Linked DNA regions of Ovis aries: region 2 is linked to region 1. A link is a contact called in public Hi-C data. All regions are on one chromosome and are shown on one strand. The core of a region is the stretch at or near the end of the contact, and the rest is flanking DNA. Distances in the headings are between cores, read along the strand shown.

Region 1 (3,919 bases), core at 486-2,985:
AACGTACCCCCGACACTTTCCCCACCCTAAGACACCTATTCCATTACACACGGAACGCGCGCGCGCGCACACGTACACACACACACAACCAGGATAGGAAAGCTGACGGGAGAGAAGCCATAACATTGTCGAGTCTCGGATAAGAGCCTCTCTATTAACCCCACCCCTATCACCAGAGAAAGAGGGGATCTCAGAAAAGAAAGGAGAGGAAAAAAGAGAAACCCAGAAATCCTTGAATTTCCAGGCATTAACTTTTCATGAAATGCACAACCAGGATAGGAAATACCTCCCCGCTGAGTAATGCCTCATGGGTTGTAAATTCACCTCTCGAAAGGGGAGCCAGACCTGAGAGCGCACCCGGCCAGATGGCCAACCCCTCCTACCTGCTCCATCCAGCCTGCCCGTCACGCCGCGCGGCGACAGCCTCCCACCCCTCTTTTTGGCAGCGCAACACACCAATAAGGGCCGAGCCTGGCTGGTCGCGAGAGGGCTGAGCAGTGAGTTAGCAGGATCGCCTCAAAAGGGGGGAGTGGGAACCCGCGAGGAAAGAGTGAGGGTAAAAAACAAAGCCCTTTGCAGGCAAGCGGACGGCCTCGGGGGCGTGGCTTACTTAATTGGCTTCATCAATAAAAAAGATCAATGGAGCTTCCTCCTTCCACCCGCCCCAGAGGGGCTGGATCCTCGGGTTGAGGGGGGCGGGCGGGGGGGCGGGAAATGGCAGGGCTGCAAGCGTCCTCCAAGTTTCCAGCAGCACCTGCCACCATGCGGGATCTCCCCCTCCCACCCCAAAGACCCCGAAATGCACACTCTCGGCTTCAGACTGTGCAAGACGGAGGGTCGGACACGCACGGCTCATAAGGTTTCACCCGCTCCCACCGTAACAAGCACACACACACGCAGCAGAGCACTTGCTGACACCATCATGAGAAAGTTCCAGCGGGGGACACAATCCAGGTTTCCGCCGCGGCCCCGGGCTCCCCCGCGCGGCGCGGGTCTCTCCAAACGCGACACCCATCATGGACTCCAGGGCTGCAGGGACGAGAGGCGGAAAGTTGCCCCACGGCCCCGGGAGACGCGGCGCGGAGCCGCACGCGCCCCCCTCGCACCCAAAGGCGGGGAGCGCCGAGGGAACCCCAGCTCGCACCGCTTTATTTACCAACAGTGCGCTGCACCGGGGGGAGGGGACGCCGGGCGGAAGATTGTGAGCACCCCGCCGGGACCCCTGCCCCCGGACGCGCCCGCCTTTGGGGTGCCCCTGCAGGCGCGCGGGTTGGCGGGGGGGACGAGCATCCAAGGGGGTCGTCCCAGTACCCACCGCCGGCCGCCGCCGGGAGGGAACTCCCCGGGGAGTCCCGCGGGGAAGGGAGCGCCGCTCACCTCTTCTTCCGAAAGTCCGTAGACCGGCTCCCCGAGCCCGGTCGCCATGGAGCCGGCGCCCCGCGCGGGATCAGAGGCGCTCCCGGGCGGCTGGGCTGCAGCGCGTCTGGGCGGCCGGGTCTCCCCTCCTCCGCCGCCGCCTCCGAGGACGGCCGGCCCGGCGCCGCAGGTGAGGGGGCCCGAGTGCTCGCGCCTCGGCCGCTGCCTGCGCCGCTTCCTCCCGGAAGGCTGCGGACCGTGCGCTCCCGAGAGCGCGCCGTGCAGCGGGCGGCGGCGGCGGCGGCGCGGCGCCCCCGGGCTTCCCTCCTCCCGCGCGCCCGCCGCTCTCCGCCCCTCGCCCAGCCCGCTCTCCAGCCTCGAGAAGCCGGCGCGCCTGCCCCTACGCCCGGTCCCTCCCGGCCCCCGCTCTCCCCGCCCTCTCCTCCGCCCCCTCCCGCCCCGGCGCCCGGAGGGGACCTCCCCGCCTCCCCGGGGCGGGCACACGCGCCCCCCAAGCCAATCACAGGCCGGGCTGGGGGGCGGGCCGCCGGGCTGGCTGGGTTCGCCCCCCCACGCCCCCCTCCGGCTCGCCACGGGCGCCCCCGGCCGCGGGGCGGGTCTCAGAGGAGCGCGGGCGCTCGGCCCTAGGAGCAGACCCACCCTCCTCTCCGCTTTGCGGGAGTGGGCGTGCTGGGCATTTGGGGGCGCTGGAGACTTTTTCTACAAGAAAGTCCCATTTCTCTTCCCCGAGGTCTTTCTACGAAGAACCCTGGGCCCGCCGTGATTATTAAAGGGGGTTGGAGGGGGGAGAAGATGGATGTTTCTGGACACCTTTAAATTCTTGGCAAACCCTGGCAAGCCCAACTTGGCGGCTTTGTGGGCGCCCCGGAGCCGGGCCGCGCGGCCGGGGAGAGGCTGCCCCGGCGTGGCCGCGAGTCGCCACTGCCTGCGTCAACCTTGCCGGGAACAAAACCGACCCGGCGCCCGCTCTGAGTACACGCCCACCCCCTCGAAAACCTACAGCGTGGCTCTTTGAGCCAAAGGCCACTCTTTTGTGATCCGCAACGTGAAATCGCAGACTGAAGTTTAAGGTTATCCTCTGCAGAGGCAAGCTATTAAGACATCGTATTAGCCACGGTAGGGTTCTTCCCACGTCCCGGCTACTGTTTCTCCAGCAAGCAGTTCATTTAATCCATCAGATGTATAGGAACGCCAGAGACTAAATTAAAGAGAGAAATTAGTCACTCGACTTTTTCAGGAAGCCTGTCCTTACATTTCGTTGTTAAGTACAGTTGTGGGTTCAGAAAGGAAACAAAAGTAGAACATGCTATTTGCCTTTGAAAAGAAAACATCAAAGTGCCCTCTTTGGTATTCACAGGGTGCCTTTAGGATTTTCATTCAAGTCAGTTGTTTCAGAAAGCAATCACGTGGTCCCAAAGCCTCCCCCCAACCAAGCCCGACCGCAGCTCCTGTTCTAAGTATCTAGCTGGCTTTCAAACGAAGGGAAACACCCGTCCTAATAGAAGCTTTCCTTTGCCTCCTGACAACATGGCTGTGGCTTAAAGTTGTGCGAACGCTGGGTTTTCTTTCCAGACAAAGCCCCTTGGCGTCAACACCCTACTCAGAAGCCTTCTCCCCACATCGTGAGCCAGTAAATCACAGGGCTGAGATGCCACAGAAGCCCAACCGAGAAAAAAAAAAATCACATTTATGGAGGAACAGTTAAAAAGGCGATTCTCTGTACCTTCTGTCCGGGCCAAAGTTTTTTTACTTTTTCAGATCTACATTATGTTTCTTTTCATAAAGACTTGCAAAAACACACACACAAAGGCCCACACAAGAATTCCCATGTGCTCTTCAACAAGCCTGTGGTTTCTACAGGAGTTACTGCTCCTTTATCCTCGTTAGCCAGGTCTTTGTCAAGTTTTGTACAGTTTTTTATATGAGGGGAAAGGTAATCTTTTTTCAAATTTTAAATAGAAACTTGTAATTTCTAATTACACGGAACACCCTTCCCACACCTCGTATTGTAGTGTTAGTCGCTCGGTCGTGTCCAATGCTTTGTAACCCTGTGGACTGTACCCCATCAGGCTCCTTTGTCCATGGGATTTCCCAGACAAGAATACTGGAGTGGGTTGCCATCCCCTTCTCCAGGGGATCTTCCTGACCCAGGTATGGAACCCAGGTCTCCCGAATTGCAGGCAGGCTCTTTACTGGCAGGCAGTGTATGGTTCTGGACTTTATCTCCAGGTGAGGCTCTGTCATCTGGGAACTCCAGGGGTGTATCCTGCTTCCTCCTGCTGCCCTGTCTCCAGGGTTCTGCTCCCACGCCCCCACCACAATAGTCTGCACCTGCCTACACTCTGGGGTCACGCCCTGGGCTTTCCCTAAGGCATACTATGAGAAATTACAATATGAAACTTGCCTCACGTCATGTACTGTAGAGGTATTGATAAAATTGTGATCTTTACCATTTAGTGTTTCCTATAAGAAGACTCAAACAAGTTATTTATTTCAGACCTAGGAGGAAAAGCCTGGTTTCTTCCAAGGAACTGGTAAGCTT
Region 2 (4,313 bases), core at 1,388-3,887, 140 kb before region 1:
AATACAAAACAGGGACACTTCCCTGGTGGTCCAATGCAAGACTGTCCGCTTCCAATGCAAGGGGTATGGGTTCGATCCCTGGTCAGGGAACTAAGATTCCACATGCCAACTGGCATAGCCAAAAAGAAAAAAAAAATGTTTACAACAACAAAAAAGAAACAGAATACACTGAATTCTCTCCCTATGGAGACAGGGAGGAAGAAGACAAGGACAGGAAAAAGGTACAAAACGGAAGAAAAGGCAAAGAGGAAAAGATATAAAACCGCCCCCCACCACCGCCCGTGGGTTGCAGGCTTCACTCTGAATTCCCACTGCCTTGCAGGCCACACAGCGACTTTCATGTCAACAGAAAAAGCCAAAACCCCTGGCCGAAGAGCAAATCACCCCTCGCTAACCAGGATGTGGTCAAAATCCCACCTCAACACCTTGATCCTGTTTTGTTGCAGTTCACCACTGAACTTGATAGCTGCTGTCCACTAAAAAACAAGGCACAGCCTGAAAGTTGGGAACTAGGTTTCATTGGGAAGACTCTAAGCCCACAAGGCAGCCTCTCAGCTAGCTCTAGGAGACTACTGTAAGAAGGAAGGGAGGGGCCAGGATATACAGAAGTTTGCAACTGAAACCAGGCAGTCAGCATCACAAAGATTGCTGCTCATCAAGCCAATGAGTTCAGTGCTTCCCTAAGCACCGGCTTCCCTGGTGGTTCAGGCAGTAAACCATCTGCCCTGGGTCAGGAGGAGGGAATGGCAGCCCACTCCAGTATCGTCCGCCATGGATGGAGGAGGCTGGTGGGCTCCAGTCCATGGGGGTCTCAGAGTTGGACAGGACTGAGCAACTAACGCTTAACTCTTAGGGCCACTGTCCTGCTTTTCTCGCCTTCAGGGTGCACAGTGGAGGGGGAATGCAGTGGCCGATGGCTTGATGGGCACATGGTTCTTTGTTTACGGATGTGGCAGGTGACATTCTTTATCCACACTGCTAACTCCTTCAGCTAGGAACTGTCAGAAAGACCTGTCTTGAACTTGGACAGCTTCTGCAGAGTCCAAAGCTCAAAGCAGTCTCGCTGAACAGGATAAATATGCCCAGAGCACATCCAGACAGCCGGATTCACACTCACTCGAACTCCAGGCTCAATGTACTGAAATAGCTTCCTTCCCTCCACTCCCCCACGTGTATTATTTCATCTGCTCTGATGTAAAGGTCATCGCCTGTGGTTTCAGTTCTGGTCAGAATGAGGGAAGAAGAGCTAAACCCCAGAGCATCCCAGGGGTTTGGGGTTCAGGTGGGAAAGCAGTCAGAGGTGCTGAACTTTTAAAGACAAAAGATCCCATTGCCTTTCAAACACCAAATAGAGAGGCAGCAGCAGAAATCCAATGTGGGCTTTATACACAGTCTAAAAATAGACACTTGAGGCAGAATGGTTTCTTTCCAGAACAATTTTAAAGATTCCCAGGAGGTGACAGGTGTTGAGTAAATACCAGATGAAGACAAAGAGTCTCAGAGCTGGTGGGGGAGTACAAAGCCCCAGTCTGGCTTCCTGGCCTCTGCCTGGTGCCCTGGATGGCTGAAAGATAAGTCTTTCTTTCTCAGCCCTGCTGCATAACAAAGGGGCCCGGGAGAGAAGGTCAGGGCTCCCTGACTGATGCAGGAGAGCAGTGCAGAGAAAGAACCAGCTCCCCACTTCTTTGCCGCCACACATACCGACTGGAAGAACATTAAGCTGTGCAACCATTTTCATTAGAAAGACAATGCATGAATGAACCTGCTCGCCAGACTATACATCCTGATCACTTGTGCAGAGAGACCAGCTTCTCCTTAGGTGTGCCTGTGTGTTCAGGGCTTTCCCAGTGGCTCAGTGGTAAAGAATCTGCCTGCAATGCAGGAATCCCAGGAGATAGGGGTTCGATCCCTGCGTCAGGAAGATCCCCCGGTGGAGGAAATGGCAACCCACTCCAGTGTTCTTGGCTGGAGAATCCCATGGACAGAGAAGCCTGGTGGGCCACAGTCTATGGGGTCGCCAAGAGTTGGATACCACTGAAGTGAGTTGGCATGTGCACGGAAGTGTGCATTTACGCAACTTCCATCCATTCCCAGGAGTGGGATGCTCTTGGGAAAGTCAAGAGCAGAGACTGAGGGGCTTGAGGGACACGATCCTGGAGAGAGCCCCGGGGCCGGCCCTCGTCACAGGAGCAGACTGTGCCACGCTCGGGGGGCCCAAGGCCTCACCCTGCCTCTAGCTGTGACTCCAGGACAAACGGACGAATCTCACAAGGGAGTCCCGACACCAGTGTGTTTCCGAGGCTCCCCTAAGGCAGGGCCAGGCGTGAGACCTCCCGGCTCCAGGGTGTCTCTCAGCTCTGAAGTTCTACACATGTGCTCTGCCTTACATCTCTCCTTCCCCAGTAGCTTAGTGAAGCCCTGTCTGAGGAAAGGCGAAAATGACGCGTGTCAGATGTGGGCTCACACACCCTCTATGAACATCACTCATGGCAAGGACCGAGCGCAACATCTGGGCATAAGAGAGCGCAACGAACATACAGCCCAATCGCGCAGTTTCCTAACCTTCCAGTTCTTCCTTTCCGGGCTTACAGGGACAATTGAGAGACTGTCACTCTCTGGCCCTACAGGAATGAAGTCACTGGCTGGTGCTGTCCCGGGCCTTCCACACTCCCTGGCAGGGGTTCAGGATGGAGATCAGGGACGGGGCACTCTGTGCTCTGAAAAAACAGAACAGGCCTTCAGGAGAAAATTTTATCAACCCAATGTCTTCCATCTCCTCATGCCCAGAAAAGCACTAAAATCACTCATGGAGACACTGCTCTTCATGGCTTAGCAGGAGCCTCCTACCGAGATGTGTGTTTGGTTGCACGTCGCTGCTACCCAGTCATTAAGTCGTGTCCAGCTCTTTGCGACCCCATGGACTGCAGCACACCAGGCTTCCCTGTCCTTCCCTGTCCACCACCTCCTGGAGTTTGCTGAACTCATGTCCATCAATTCAGTGATGCTATCCAACCTTCTTATCCTCTGTCGCCCCCTTCTCCTCCTGCCCTCCATCTTTCTCAGCTTCAGGGTCTTTTCCAGTGAGCTGCCTCTTCATATCAGGTGGCCAAAGTATGGGGTTCCCAGCATCAGTCCTCCCAATGAGTACTGAGGGTTGATTTCCTTTAGGATGGACTGGTTGGATCTCTTTGCAGTCTTTACCAAAATTACAACCCCCCAATACCAAGCAGGGTCCAGTGGGGCTCCTGGGCAGAAAGCCTTTCTGCGTCCCCCATTTCTTTGATTACAGGGAAAGTCATCATTCAGTTTCCATGACCTTCCCTAAGTTCCAACGGACAGATCCAAACGGTTATTAATTAGGGAAGGGAGGAGATCGGAGACCAACGAGAAACCGTCAAGAGCACCCTTGGGGCGAGGTCCTGTTTCCCCATTAAGGGACACACGCAACAATATCTTCGAGCTATTCTGCAGATAGTGAAACCTCTCCAGGTGGGAGAAGTTAACAATTAACACGGTATGCTGCCCACAAGCATGTAGACCCCAGACCAGCTGGAGCATGAAGGCCGATGATGGTGCCTCCTCCATACCTCAACACCAACCCATCAGAAGAATGTCCTCAAGCTGATCACACCCTCTTTGAACCATCACTGTGAAACCTCTCACTATCCTCTCCAAGTTGGGATCCATAGTTTTGAGGCAAGAACCAGCTATGTCTCCCTTAGCCTGGCAAGTAATAAATCTATCCTCTTCTAACTTCACCCAAAACTCTTGTCTCTGAGACGTGACTCAGCACCCATGCACGCAGAAGAGAAGCTTTAGGCATAGCGCCCCCACCCACCCTCACCTCTCCAGAACAGTTGCTCAGACCAGTCCGAGAGCTTGTCTCCCGGGCTGGCGTCCTCAGTGAGTTCCCCAATAAAACTAAAGCTCACAGCTCTCGTGCTGTGTGCGCGCGTGTGTCCCAGGTGACAACCACCCTAAGGAAACACTTTTTTCCCTTTACAACCTTCCTTCCCCAGTCCCCACCCTGTGCATTGAATTTCCCATCCAGAAGCTGCGCCTCCTTCTCGGGTTCCTGTCCCCCAGCTCCACTCCACACCTGCCAGTGCAGCCGAGTAACGTCTCCAGGCATGAGTGCAGAAACCCAGTGCCCCGAGGAGGACAAACGTGAAGTCATCACAATGCTCCTCTGCGTTCCCCTGGCCTGCCTGCAGTCATCTCATGGGAAGCTGATAAAGGCTGACCATCAAAGACTACCATCCGGAGAGACAGGAAAGCGAGTTTTCTCCTGGAACCCTCGATATGCCCAGCGC

Evidence for each region. Hi-C and Micro-C count contacts between places; a contact is called where the count stands out from the background.
Region 2: a contact with region 1 is called in a Hi-C map of hypothalamus, with 3 times the contacts expected there. The contact joins the enhancer-like site here to the promoter of NEDD4L in region 1. A contact is called at or near these places in 5 of 16 Hi-C or Micro-C datasets (blood, hypothalamus, liver and 2 more).

What each region holds. Positions count from the first base shown.
Region 1 is chr23:57,502,849-57,506,767 of ARS-UI_Ramb_v3.0, reverse strand. It overlaps NEDD4L (NEDD4 like E3 ubiquitin protein ligase), which reads right to left and starts at 1,735. Exons shown (of 33, transcript XM_042239245.1): 1 at 1,378-1,735; 2 at 895-1,029. The coding sequence starts at 924.
Region 2 is chr23:57,648,240-57,652,552 of ARS-UI_Ramb_v3.0, reverse strand. All of the region lies in intron 3 of NEDD4L (NEDD4 like E3 ubiquitin protein ligase), which reads right to left. Among named protein-coding and RNA genes, the nearest start is that of TRNAE-UUC, 130 kb to the right of the region's middle. Within about 2 kb of position 2,637, at least 10 of the 54 cell types and tissues checked have an H3K27ac peak or open chromatin away from gene starts, as enhancers often do. A contact at or near this core is called in hypothalamus, where this site is marked.